Regions from separate parts of the Rattus norvegicus genome. Here region 2 is linked to region 1. Evidence: chromatin contacts called from public Hi-C data. All regions are on one chromosome and are shown on one strand. Each heading gives the region's core, a stretch centred on a gene start, on an enhancer-like site or on the middle of the called end of the contact. The rest is flanking DNA. Distances are from core to core; before and after follow the strand shown. Region 1 has its middle 42 kb from the start of Gclm. Region 2 holds the start of Dnttip2 (deoxynucleotidyltransferase, terminal, interacting protein 2).

Region 1 (6,565 bases), core at 3,211-5,710:
ACTAGTAGTCACAAAAGTCCTGCAACACTGGAGTGGAAGGGAATGAGCTCACTGTAATGCCATGCATCAAAGTCTTCATACAGTTGGGCTCACTGTGATGTCATGCATCAAAGTCTTCATACGGTTGGGCTAAGGAAAACACCCACCTAGTAATGCATGTAAGCATTAGCTACAGGTAATACATGTAAAGACTATCCACAGATATTCTCTGTATGTAAGTTTGACATCTTTTTGGTGTAGCATGTTTGAGTGCCTACTCATCAGGTACAGTAAGGACAGGAGGTGAAGGGACATGGATGAGCAGGGATGAGTCTTGTTGGATTATTACACCTAGTACGTCCTTGTAGAGAAGCCAAGGCTTCCTCTGTTCACCATTCCAGTGGCAGCGCGAATCAAGAAGAGCAGGGTCTAAGACTGAGGCAGACTAAAGTCCTATGCAACAGGCTACTTTATTCAGAGCATCAGACAATTTATACTCTGAGGGTAAGAAGGGTCATCTGAACAACATTTTCTGTATCCATTCTTCGGTTGAGGGACATCCGGGTTCTTTCCAGTTTCTGGCTATTACAAATAAGGCTGCTAAGAACATAGTGGGGCATGTGTTCTTGTGTATGTGCCCAAGAGTGGTATATCTGGGTCTTCAGGTGGAACTATTTCCAATTTTCTAAGAAACTGCCAGGTAGATTTCGAGTGATTGTACAAGTTTGCAAACCTTCAAACAGTTGAGGAGTGTTTCCCTTCTCCACATCCTCACCAGCATGTGCTGTTCCTTGAGGTTTTGATCTTAGCCATACTGATTGGTGTCGTTTTGATCTGTATTTCCCTGGTGACTAAGTATGTGCATGGTATGTACTCATTGATAAGTGGATATTAGCTATAAAGTATAGAATATTATGATATACCACACAGACCCAAATAAGTTAAACAAGAGGGAAGGATTGGGCATGTGTGCTTGAACCACATTTAAAAGGGGAAACAAAATAGTCAGAGGAGGCTGAGGGAGGGAACTGGGTAGGAGAGGGAGAGGGAGAGGGAGAGGGAGAGGGAGAGGGAGAGGGAGAGGGAGAGGGAGAGGGAGAGGAATGGGGAGGTAGAGGCAGGTGAGGGGAGAGACAGGAGAGAGACCCAGAGGGCCCTAAGAAATGGAAATCTGCAGCTGCTGAGGGTGGTGATGGGGGGAGTGGAGAATCTCTAGGAAATCCCAGAGACCTGGGATAGGGGAGGCTCCCAGGAGTCAATGCAAGTGACCTTAGACAAGATGCCTAACAGTGGGGACATGGAACCTGAAGAGGCCACCTCCTGTAGCCAGGCAGGACCCCTAGGGGAGGGATAAGGACACCAACCCACTCAAAATTTGTCCTGTCTAAAAGAAATGCAGGGATAGAGTAGAGACTGAAGGAAAGGCCAACCGGGTCCAACTCAAAACCCATCCCATGGGCAAACACCAATCCCTGACATAGTTAATGAAACTATGTTGCAGACAGGAGCCTAGCATAGCTTTCTTTGGGAAGCTCTACTTATCTGAAACAGATGCAGACACACCCACAGCCAAACATTAGACGGAAGTCAGGACACTTCTGGAAGAGTTAAGGGAAGGATTGAAGGCCCTGAAGGGGATGAGAAGCCCACAGGAAGACCAACAGAATCAACAAACTTGTACCCCTGAGAGCTCTCAGAGTCTGAGTCACTTACCAAAAAACATACACAGGCTGGAACTAGGCCCCAGGCACATAGGCACGTATGCGGCAGACAAGCAGCTCAGCCTCCATGGCTGTTCTGTCTGGCCTCAGTGGGAGATGATGAAGGGGGGTGGGAGGGAGGGACTCTGAGAAGGAGGGACTGGGAGGGGAAGCAACATTTGGGATGTAAATAAATAAATAAATAATAAATAAAATTTAAATAAAAAATTAAAAAAGATTTTTTAAAAAAGCAGGAAGAGTCACCTGAATAAAGTGTACAATCACAAGGACAAGCCACACATGGCAAAAACATGTTTTTGCATAGAGGCACATAAACGAGTAATGACAGCCAATTGTCTGTAACCTGAACTCACTCCTATCCACTGCACCTGTGAGGGGCACGAAAGCATATTCCAAGAACAACCCACGTTATGCGGGTACAGAGATTACACACTCTTGTCTTGTTTACTTGAAGTTTTCTCACAAGATCTCAGAATCTCCTCACACAGCTTCCGTCATGGGCGGAGCGCTGACACCCTCTCTGGTGCTAATGAGCGCCGTTGCTGCAGGGGCATCAGAAGACTACAGCATACATGGCTTCCAGCAGTTCACACCAGAGCTTACCAAGAACTCGAAGCTAAGTAGTTTTAACCGAAACTGAGTAAAGAAGGGGAACAGATTTCTTTTCCAAGGTAGTCTCCCCTGTCGGGCCTACAGATAGTCTTTTCGTATAAACCCTTTCCAGCAGCACTTCTCGGGCCAACCATGGTTCCGGAGTCCCAAGGGCTTGTGGGAGAGGAACACTGAGGCCGAGGCCCGGCATCTGCTGCTGACAGGGAACAAGGGAAAGTGAACACGTGTGGTAAAGCCTTTAGTTGCGCCTCGCTAGAGGTAGATTAGCGATTGTGACAAGAGAGAGAAGACTATGCAAGGGTGGGACAGGAGTAATCATCTACCTAATGAGGTTTCCAAAAGCATGGAGTCCGTTCTCTTCTACCACAGGGGTCCCAGGGGGCAAATTTGGGTCATCAGGCTTGGTGGTAAGCACCCATGTAGCCATCTTGAAGGCCTTGTAAACTCTTCTGTGACGAATCATTCCGCTTCCCTCACACCTTTACTAGATCACAAGATATGAATCTTGAATCTTTACTCATCTTTATACCCTCTGTTACTTAATGTTCTTTTCTGATGTTTCGCTACATAATAGATTTTCAATAAATACTAAGCAGACAGCATGAAAATGTCAGTGGGGGAAACAGCGGGCAGGACTGGGTGCATAATTGTTCGGACACAGTACATAAGGAAATTATGAGTGCAGCTACCTAGAACCTCAAGGGGGCAATAGTGGGGCATCAATCTCAATACAGGACTTTCTCAGGGTGCAGGGCTATGCATCTCCACAACTGTACACTCCTGAAGCCCTCCTCAGTGGCTGACATTGACCTCACAACCTAGAAGCACCTGGGTGTTTAAAAGGACAGGTCGTGGGGAGACCGCTACCGTGTGACACCCAGTCATTCTCCTCCTAGACATGGGTATGATTTGTTGCACGGTTGCTCACATAAGAACTGCATTTCTCAGGCTCAGAGGTTAAGAGCACTGACTGCTCTTCCAGAGGTTCTGAGTTCAATTCCCAGCAACCACATGGTGGCTCACAACCATCTGTAATGAGATCTGATGCCCTCTTCTGGTATGCATGAGACAGACACTCATATATACAAGTAAAAACATCTTAAGAAAAAGGAGCTGCACACATGGTGTGCACTCATGATAAGTGGCTATTAGCCCAAATGCTCGAATTACCCTAGATGCATAGAACACGTGAAACTCAAGAAGGGTGACCAAAATGGGGATGCTTCACTCCTTCTTTAAAAGGGGAACAAGAATATCCTTGGGGGGGGAATAGGGAGGCAAAGTTTAGAACAGAGACTGAAGGAACGCCCATTCAGAGCTGCCCCACATGTGACCCATACATATACAGCCACCAAACTAGATAAGATGGATGAAGCAAAAAAGTGCAGGCTGACAGGAACTGGATGTAGTTCTCTCCTGAGAGACACAGCCAGAATACAGCAAATACATAGGTGAATGCCAGCAGCAAACCACTGAACTGAGAACGGGACCCCCGTTGAAGGAATCAGAGAAAGGACTGAAAGAGCTGAAGGGGCTTGAGACCCCATATGAACAACAAGGCCAACCAACCAGAGCTTCCAGGGACTAAGCCACTACCCAAAGACTATACATGAACTGACCCTGGGCTCCAATTGCATAGGTAGCAATGAATAGCCTAGTAAGAGCACCAGTGGAAGGGGAAGCCCTTGGTCCTGCCAAGACTGGACCCCGAGTGAATGTGATTCTTGGGGGGAGGGCGGTAATGGGGGGAGGATGGGGAGGGGAACACCCATAAAGAAGGGGAGGGGGAGGGGTAAGGGGGATGTTGGCCCCGAAACCTGGAAAGGGAATAACATTTGAAATGTAAATAAGAAATACTCAATTTAATAAAGATGGAAAAAATGTAAATTGTAAATAAATTAAAAAAAGAAAAGAAAAGAAAAAAGAGCTGCATTTCTCAAGCTTCCCTGAACAGTGGAAGAGATGCATGCAAGGTCCAAGAAGAACCCCTCAAGTCCCCTTTCCCAGGTCTGTGATCTAGTAGCCCAGCTTCAACCGTAACAACTTCCTGAGTGACTCAGCATGCCAGAGCACAGTTGGAAGGACTCTGGGTCCTGATCAATGTGATTATGTGGAATAGGCATGCTCACCAGATCTTGGGCTCAGGATCCATCTTAGAGACCCTGACCTAAGGTTGAACTTGAGTTAACCAACAGTCAGCACCTAGCACTAGTTACCAGGTTACAAGCCTGCCCCGGCACTCCCCTTCCTAACAACCACTAATCTGGAGGAAAGCAGAAGTTAAGTTTATGGCTTAGCTCCCAGCACCAGCCAATTATGTTAAAGGTCAACAAAATTCTGTACTGGCCACCCAATCAGATGTGTGATAAGCTAGAAACCCCCTTGCTTGCTTGCCATTTCCAATAAATCCTGGCCCCGTTGAGAACTTGGGGCTTCGGTCTCCTGTCCTGCTATCTGTGGTGCTGTGTCAGAGATGGCGGTGTGGTCCAAGCTCGAGTTTGTCATAAAGACCCTAGTGAGATTGGAATTGGCTCCTTGGTGGTCTTTGGGGGCTTATGAAACGGGCACAGCACTCAGAAACACAGCACACCTCAGAGTAGTGGCTCAAATCAGCGAAGGTCCCCTATCAATAGCTTTGTTGACAGAGACTATGTCAAAAACATCTTTTTCATTCACTCAGCGGCCAGATACGTGACACTGAACCAGTGGATCTCTCTTTTTTCTTTTTTCAGAGCTGGGGACCGAACCCAGGGCCTTGCGGTTGCTAGGCAAGCGCTCTACCACTGAGCTAAATCCCCAACCCCGAACCAGTGGATCTCAACCCGTGGCTTGTGACCTCTTTGGGGGTCAAACATCAGCTATTCTGCATATCAAATATTTACACTACAGTTCATCATAACAGTAGCAAAATTACAGTTATGAAATAGCAATAATTAAGAAATAATTTTATGGTTGGGGGTCACCACAACATGAGGAATTGTATTTTAAAGGGTTGCAGTAATAGGAAGGTTGAGAACATCTGGTGTAGATGAAGCCAAAGCTGGGATGTGCCTGCAGATCCTTGTGTCTGAGTATCAGGGGATACAGGGTTAACTCTGAAGGAGGCACTTGGCTTAGGAAGGGAGCACACCGTGCTTAAGTATGATTTCACCTTAGTAAGGGAGCACACCGTGCTTAAGTATGATCTCACCTTAGGAAGGGAGCACACCGTGCTTAAGTATGATCTCACCTTAGGAAGGGAGCACACCGTGCTTAAGTATGAGTTACCTTAGTAAGGGAGCACACCGTGCTTAAGTATGATCTTACCTGCTCTCTCCCCAGCAACCCAGACAGCTAAAGTTAAATTAAGCTAGTCTTACGCTAAACCTAATAAGAGAACATAGTCTTAAAACTAGTGGCTGAAACTGGCTAATGACAAGTTTTCTGCCAGCCACAGACTACAAATGGAGGAAATAGGTCCATTTTAGTGACATGCCAAACTGTGTCACCAGGCTATTTCTCTTGTCTTTTGGCAGGGTTTTCTAACAGTGTGGTAGCACTCTCTGGACCGCCTGAGCCATCTGATTCCTCAGTCTTTTTTTTTTTTTTTAAGGCTTATTTATTCATTCTATGCATATGAGTGCTCACCAGAAGAGGGCATCAGACCCCACTACAGATGATTGTGAGCCACCATGTGGTTGCTGGGAATTGAACTCTGGAGGAACAGTCAGTGCTGAGCTATCTTCTCTCCAGCCCTCATCAGTCAGTCTGTCTGCTCAGTTACCTCCTGTCGAGCGTGTCCTTTTCTTCCTCAGAGAGGGGAGCTGGATCTCAGGTAGAGTTGCAGGGGGGCTAATGATGGAGCAGAGCTACTGGACCAGGGCCTCTCCCGGTGAGTACAGGGCAGGGGTGAATTCACTCTTGGATTCTGAACTCGGCAAACCCATGTTTTGAGCTGTTTTGATTGATTTAAGAAACCATTAGATTAGACTGGATTAGATCCAGTTAGAAATCTCAGCTAATATTTTGATAATGGGTTTTCTAATCAGAGCCATCGTCTGGGATTTAGGGAATTTTATCTGTAAGAATTTTAGACCTAAACTTTTTGTAGATTGAGAAAAAAATATCTTGCTCATGCCAGAGATTGAATTGCACTCATGCTATCATAATGGTCCAGATGTGGTAGTGCACACCTTTAATCCCAGCATTAGAGAGGCAGAGGTAGGCTGATCTCTGTGAGTTCCAGGACAGCCAGGGTTACATAGAGAGACCCT
Region 2 (7,494 bases), core at 4,735-7,234, 68 kb after region 1:
TACTTTAAATATATGTTGTATTTAAAATCTGTGCAGCGAGGTGTCTAAGCTGCTCTGAAGGAGAGCTTTAATATCTCCATTGTTTTTAAAACACAGGACACACACACACACACACACACACACACACACACACACACACACAAACGTTTTTGAAGGGTTATTTTAAGGATGTGAGAAACAAAAACAAAGCCTCCCCTTGCTGATGCATCCAGGTGTTTGTGAACATCTTCAAATCTCAACGGGAAGGAAGCCCAGTTATGGATGCGAAGGGATCTTGCACAGAAGAAATTTTAAAGCGATTTTATTGTTGTTTTACTCCAAATCCTTACATTATTGGATAACCTTTAAAAACGAGTCTTTTCAGGGCTAAAGAGATGGCTCAGTGGTTAAGAGCGTTTGCTGCTCTTGCAGAGGGTCTGGGTTCAGATGCTAGCACCAACATAGACCCATAAACATCTGTACCTCCAGTTCTAGGGAATCCAGTGTCGTCTTTGACCTAGTGGTACCAGTCACGTACACAGTATACAGGCAAAATACACACACACACACACACTCTTCTACATATCTATATCGTTATCTCTATCCATCCATCTATCTCTTTCAAAAATATTCCCTGAATAACTGCTTTAAAATAAAAGCTAAGTTATCAGTGCTGTATATGAAAGATATATTTGAATGCAGTGACCCAAAGCAGAAAGATTTTGTGGATAATTTCTAAGTAAACATTTAAAAAGGTTTTAAGTATCATTCCCAAAACTGAGTGGCCCCTTATTCAGCAGCATTCTGTGACTTGGGATTCATTCCTCATGTTTACCTTAAATTCTACCAAAGAAACTGTAGACATCAGGACCAAGGTCTCTTACAAGCTAGATTCACGTGCTGTAGTCTGAAGACCTTTTTTGTTTGTTTGAGACAGGGTCTTTATGTTGTCCTGGAGCTTGCTGTATAGATCAGGCTGGCCTCAAATAGAGACTTGCCTGCTTCTGCCTTTCTAGTGCTGGGATTAAAGGTGTGTGCTCTCACACCCTGCCCCTGTTGAGCATACTGACGGCAGAACTCTGATACAGCATCCATTTAAGGACGACCAGTGCGAGAACGTGAATAGAACTAGCTAGTAGATGTTGAGTCCTGAAAAATGCTCATCTGGACATGTCAGTTTATGCTTTCGTTTGAAGCAATGATGGTAACATCTAGGACCTGAAGCACCACATTAAATTTGAACTATTTGAAATTAGACAGTACAATTTAGAAATAAATTATGAATTATTCCTAAAAATATACAAATGTAAAGTGAAAACTGAAGTTCTTCTGTATTGCATAGTAGTTCAGATTCTCTGTGGAAACCATAAGGCTATTTTGTCTACTTTGCATGAATACTTCAGACTTGTATTTCAGAGCCAAGCAGTAACTAAAATGTGGACCTTGCTTTTCAGAGATAAGAGTTCTTAATTATATGTCTTTAAGTGTTTCCTTCTAGGCTTCCCACCAAGTGTTTTGATCTTTGAAATGTAAGCAACTGATCACTGATGTATATTGGCTGGCAATTCATCCTTCTGCCACATGTACATATGGAGAACTGTGAAGGTTTCTAAGGAATTTAAATCACTTGTCAGCTTGTGTTCTTATTCGCAAACACACCAGCTTTGGACTCTAAACCTATTTTTCCAACACTAATTCCAGTGCTTCAAAATAACTCTCTTTTCAACATAAAATTGATGAAAGGATATGAAGGAGTTTGATTTTTCAAAAATATGTAACAGCATTTTATAGTTTTGAGGGAAGCAGAAAATGGAAATAATTATTCTTATGTGTCTATAGTAGAATACTAAAACAAAATATAAGGCATTGTTAAAGATAATTTTTATTTTGCTTATATTACTTAAAATGTGAGTTGTATGTTTTTAATTTGGGTTGTTTGAATAATGGGAACATCTAAAAGCCTCACAGTGATTCTGAACCATTTAAAATCAAACACAATGATCTGAAAATAAATGAGTTATTTGAAAAATATCTAAACCATTAGCTATTGATTCACTCAATAGTGTGCTGTATACTATGCAGAATCCTACAGACGTGAACAATCTTTAAAAGTTCACAGTATATTCACAGGGCAGGCGAGCAGGGCATGAAGAGCAGAAGCTGTATTGGTTGATGGCAGAAGTGAGGAAAAGGTTGGGAATGTAGGGAAAAGGCTATGGGCAGAAGGGTAAGGACAAGACTTTCCTAAAGGAATCAACTTTTAGAATCAGGTTGGGACAAGGTGTGCTGAGCATTGTGGGTAGTGATTTTTTTTTTTTTCCTTTTTTTCGGAGCTGGGGACCAAACCCAGGGCCTTGTGCTTGCTAGGCAAGCACTCTACCACTGAGCTAAATCCCCAATGGGTAGTGATTTTTCTTTGTCTGAATTGTAAATATTTTGTCAAATGATGAGACATTTATATGTAAGCATGTTGGTACAATGAAAGCATCTTCAAAGTGTTCACCTGGGGCTGGGGAGATGGCTTCATGGATACCTCCCACAAGCATGAGGATGTGTGTGTGTGTATCCCAGCATCCACACAAAAAGCCAGGCATGGCGGTGGAACAGTGATCCAACAGTGGGAAGCAGTCAACTCAGCAAGCTACAGGTTCCACCTCAAAAAATAAGATGGCCGCCTGTGTTAAGAGAAATGTAGCGAGTGAAGACCTCTGGTCTGTGCATGCATGTATGGGCACACAGGCACATGAACACAGTTATACATACAAAAGACTTGATGGTCTGTTGGGTAAGGTTGGAAAAGTAACATAGAAAAGACTAAAGCTTCACACACACACACACAAGTTGGGATAAAGTACTTTGTGAGCTCATCCCTTTGTTCAATCCGGATTCTTGCACTGTGCTCTTTAAATTGACCTTTCCCTTTCATATCCTTAGTAATTTTTTTCACCAACATCTTCGGAATAGTGTTATGGTTTGGATCTTTAATGTCCCACAAAGGGTCATGTATTAGAGACTTGGTCCTCAGCTGAGGGTGTTGTGGGGAGATGGTAGAAACTAGGAAGTGGGGCCTAGTGGGGGTAAGGTCATTGGAATTCTTGAAGAGGGGTGGGACCCTGGCTCCTCTTCTCTGTATTCATCTCATCTTCCCTGTGAACAACTCTGCTGTCACACACTCCACCATTTTGTCTTGCCATCAGCCTACAGGGACAGAGATAAGTGACATGGACTACAACCTTTGAGCTACTAGCCTAGGTAAATCTTAGATTAAAGGTTAAGTCAGAAGTTTGTCATACTATCAGACAGCTGACTAGCACATGCAGTAACCTTTATAGGTTCTGTTTGTCTGAAAATGTATTTCATTTTCAATCTTTATTTGTAATGGTGCTGGAGATTGAACCCTGGGCCCACAACTTCAAGGCAGGCACTGTCCCCCTGAGTGATATAGGTAACCATGCGCAAATGAGCATTTACATGACTTCCAGGTAGTTTTCCTCAGCTCTTTGAAGAGAGTACTCCTACTTCCACAGAACGCACGGGATTTTTCTTCCTAGCAGCAATTTGTCCTTTCTCTAGTTGGTTTTTTTTTTTATTAACATTTTCTATTTTTTTTAGTGTTAGTGACACAACAAAGAAATAAAAACCTTAAAGCTTTTTCACAGAAATATTAACTTCAAAATAAATATGTTGATGAACTTAAAAGTAAAACTGTTTCCTTGACTTCTTTTGTGTGCTTGTTGATTGATTTATTGAGACAGGGTTTCTCTGTGTACCCTGGCTGTCCTGAAACTCACTGTGTAGACCAGTATGTCCTTGAACCCAGAGATCTACTTGCCTCTGCCTCTTAACCATTGGGAATAAAGGCATGCAGTACCACCACCACCACCACCAATATTTTGGCTTTTTAAAGAAAATACAAAAAAAAAACTTTTAAGTATTTGAAACATAAAAAGATTGGGCAAAATTTTCTGAATTTGTGCTTCAAAAAAAATACTGTAAAGATAATAAAAAGAATTCCCAGAATAGGTAAAAATATTTAGACACCCTGATAAGGTCTTATATTCAGAATATGTAGAGATCTTTAGCCTTTTCTAAAAAAAAAACAAAAGGGGCTGGGGATTTAGCTCAGTGGTAGAGCGCTTGCCTAGGAAGCGCAAGGCCCTGGGTTCGATCTCCAGCTCCGAAAAAAAAGAACCAAAAAAAAACAAAAAACAAAAAAAAAAAAAAAAAAAAAAAAAAACAAAACAAGCCCCTGGGTAGCCAAGGAGACTGTTAAGAGATGTTCAACATTATTATTATCAGGGAAACGCAGGTTAAACTATAGTGAGATGTCACTAATGAAAAATGTAAAGACCGACAACAGCAAGTGTTAATGTATACATGATGCAGACGTATCTCTGATGTTGGTAAGACTGGGACTATCTCTGGAAATTACCCAGGCATTTCTTTTACTGTTTGTTTGAGACACAATCTTGTTATAGCTTAAACTGGCCTGGGTCCTCCTGTGTAAGTACTACAAGTACTGAGGTTGCACATCACGTACTACCATGCCTGGCTTTGGCATGTCTAGTAAAGTCAAGTGTACATTTAGTGTATATTATTCCACCCCTAGACATTATCCTCTCCTAGACAGTTCTTCAGACTAAAGACCTCAGTCTCTCACTGGCTATTTTGGCCAGAAATAGTCCTCACCGTACTCCCGTCGTGCAGTGACCCTCCTCCAGATAGCAGAGAGAACAAGATAGAACTCTGTAAAACTTAAACTGAAAAGTAACAGCCCTCAATTGTCATAGGGTTTTTCGCTAAGCCTAGCCTGTGTCAAGAGCTTGAAGACTTTTGTCTTCAAGTTCCACAAATGAGTAGGAACTCGTATTCTTGTTTTTCACTTTTATGTCACTCCTAAAGATAGGCTGTTTTCTCATGGCATATGTGTGAAAACCAGAGACTACAATTCTCCAGGTAAAAAACAAAAACCAAAAAACCCACCTTACTTAGTAAGCATGACTAGTGTTTCGTATACCTGGCTCCAAGGGGAACGAAGAGGAGCTACTTAATGTAGAAGTAATGCATCCATATGATTTTTAGGAAAATAAATTTTATTTAAAAGTGAAGAAAAATAGGTTTGATGAACCATTTTCTTCTTGCATCCAACACTAATTCTTTTACCCCCTCCTCTATCCCTTTTGTAACCGCTCAACATATTCTAGTTCTCTATCTTTCATCAGCAAAACTAAAACTAAAACACCTCAGCCGGGTGCGGTGGCCCATGCATCCAAATACTTGTGAGGCAGAGGTAGATCTATTTCTGTGAGTTCTGGACCTACATAGTGAGTTCTAGGACAGCCAGGGCTATGTAGAGAGAGATCTTGGCCCAACGAAACAAAAGAAAAAGGGGAAAAAAAAACTTTGATTCTGGCCAGTCTCTACATAGTTAAAAAACAAAACTTTTCTCCCTCTCCACAATTTATTTCACTTTTTTTTAAAAAAGCATACTTATCTCGAGATATTTTAGTTAAATCAGTTTTCTAATGATTCTCTGAGAACCTCGGTGCATTTAACATACACCCTTGTATCCCAATCAAATATCGAAATCTCATTTATTAAATTATTAAAATACTCATTATTAAAATACTGTTTTCTCAAAGGACTAAATAAAATCTCCCTTTGGCTTCCTTTAGTAAAGACTCACGTCAAAGATCTCACAACTACTGCACAGGTTGAGACGGATGGAAAGGAGAATAAATGAGACTTCCCATTTTGTGTTAAACGGCGAGGAAGACCTCTACCGCTGCGGTGCGCACAGCGGAGACGCTCAAAACTAGAAGCGGATCGGGTCTAGTGCACCCGGCTGACCCGCTCTAGCCCTACGGTGGAGATGTCTGTGTAGAACTGCAGCAGAGCCGGAAAAGGAACGATTCTTCTGAGCCGCGGTTTCCGCGGGGAAACCTAATCCAGGCCCTGGTCTGACGTACTTCCGAAGCGTCGGAACAGAGGAAGCTACGCTGACTGCGGGGAATACGGAGTCGCAAACATGGTGGTCACTAGGTCTGGGTCCAGGATCCAAGAAAGTTCCCAACGGAAGGTGAGATGGGTCCCGGGTTCTCCCGGTCTCCTCGCCAGTAGGCAGAGCAGCTCGGGGGTGCGGAGGAGAGGGAGGAGGAACCCAGCCGTGAGCGCGTGGTACTGCATCCGGCCGGTTCAGAACTTGTTTGGGCCCGGGGGTTCTTTTAGGGCCCTTGTGAGTCCGTAGCTCGCCTTGGGCAAATGAGGCCTTTTAAGTTTACTGTTTGAGACAATACCAAGGAAGGGTAATTCCAGTCACCTCGACCGAGCCTAGTTTTGGGGATGGGAAGGAGCATCGTTTTCACGTGGAGAGACTGGCAATGGCCCAGCACTAACTCCTCCGGCATATGAAGGCGTGGTCTCTCTCAGAGCCTCTGATTGTCTTCGGGTGCTATGCTCTTTAGATTGTGTGGTAAGGGATCTAGAGCAGCCCTTTCCTGTATGTAAAAATCCAGACAAACAGGATTACTTTGCACACTCCTAAACACGTGTTCAATTAGTACTTAACTCCCTCGCTCCCTGAGCCTCTGTAAATGATTTAAAAATTTCCCCCTCGTTCTTTTTTTTTTTTTTTTTTGGTTCTTTTTTTTTTTTTTTGGAGCTGGGGACCGAACCCAGGACCTTGCGCTTCCTAGGCAAGCGCTCTACCACTGAGCTAAATCCCCAACCCCTCCCCCTCGTTCTTTAAGTGGAGAAAGTTCTCTTTTTAGTTCTGCTTTCTGAAGCCTAGGATGAGGCAAGTAAAAAAATAGGTATTTTATCGTGAGTTTGGCTTTGATTAGTACCTTCTAAAGTGTTGCTCCCTAGGCCATGCCACCTCTGCTCTTGTCCCTGCCCTATCTAAACTATATCGTATTTGTTATTGGTTTTCAGAGGTCTGTTCCTCGGAGAATTGGAACACATCCAGAAAGCAAAAAAGAATCGGGATCGAAAGGCAGCACTGCTGGATCGCAGTCTGCTGAGGAGCAGAACTCAGCCCTCTCTGGCAGCAGGAACAGCAGAACCGCAGGCCCAGCGGAGATCACTGTACTGATTTCTGATGGAGAGGCCTCTGAAACGGAGTCTCATGCTTCTGGGGTTTCTTCTGTGTTAGAGGTCCAAGAGCCCATTATAAGAGTAACTAGGAAACGTCAGGTTGTAATTGTGCCCACCCCGAAGTCCAGTGTTAGGAAAAGGCAGAAAGTAATCCCTCAACTCCCTCAACATGAATCTGGGGATGAAGGAGCTGTTTCTGAAGCAGAGTCTCATGTTTCAGGGGTTTCTATGGTTGTACCTTCCACAGAAAGAAGAACCAGAAATAAGGCTAAATCTCAAAGAGATTCAAGCCAAGAATCATATTCGGAAACTATATCTGATGCTGAGTGGTCCTGCTCAGGCATTTCATCATTGGAGAGTGCACCGAGGAGAACAGGCAGGAATGTGCAGAAGAAATTAGAGTTCCAAGCTGAGAAAAAA

Evidence for each region. Hi-C and Micro-C count contacts between places; a contact is called where the count stands out from the background.
Region 2: a Hi-C map of liver shows a contact between it and region 1, with 4 times the contacts expected there. The contact joins the promoter of Dnttip2 here to the enhancer-like site in region 1. A contact is called at or near these places in 5 of 12 Hi-C or Micro-C datasets (the Rat2 cell line, Schwann cells, hepatocytes and 2 more).

What each region holds. Positions count from the first base shown.
Region 1 is chr2:212,986,846-212,993,410 of GRCr8, forward strand. No RefSeq gene overlaps it. Among named protein-coding and RNA genes, the nearest start is that of Gclm, 42 kb to the right of the region's middle. Within about 2 kb of position 4,461, at least 1 of the 93 cell types and tissues checked has an H3K27ac peak or open chromatin away from gene starts, as enhancers often do. A contact at or near this core is called in liver, where this site is marked.
Region 2 is chr2:213,052,991-213,060,484 of GRCr8, forward strand. Dnttip2 (deoxynucleotidyltransferase, terminal, interacting protein 2) reads left to right here and starts at 5,985. Exons shown (of 7, transcript NM_001399742.1): 1 at 5,985-6,058; 2 at 6,913-7,494. The coding sequence starts at 6,008.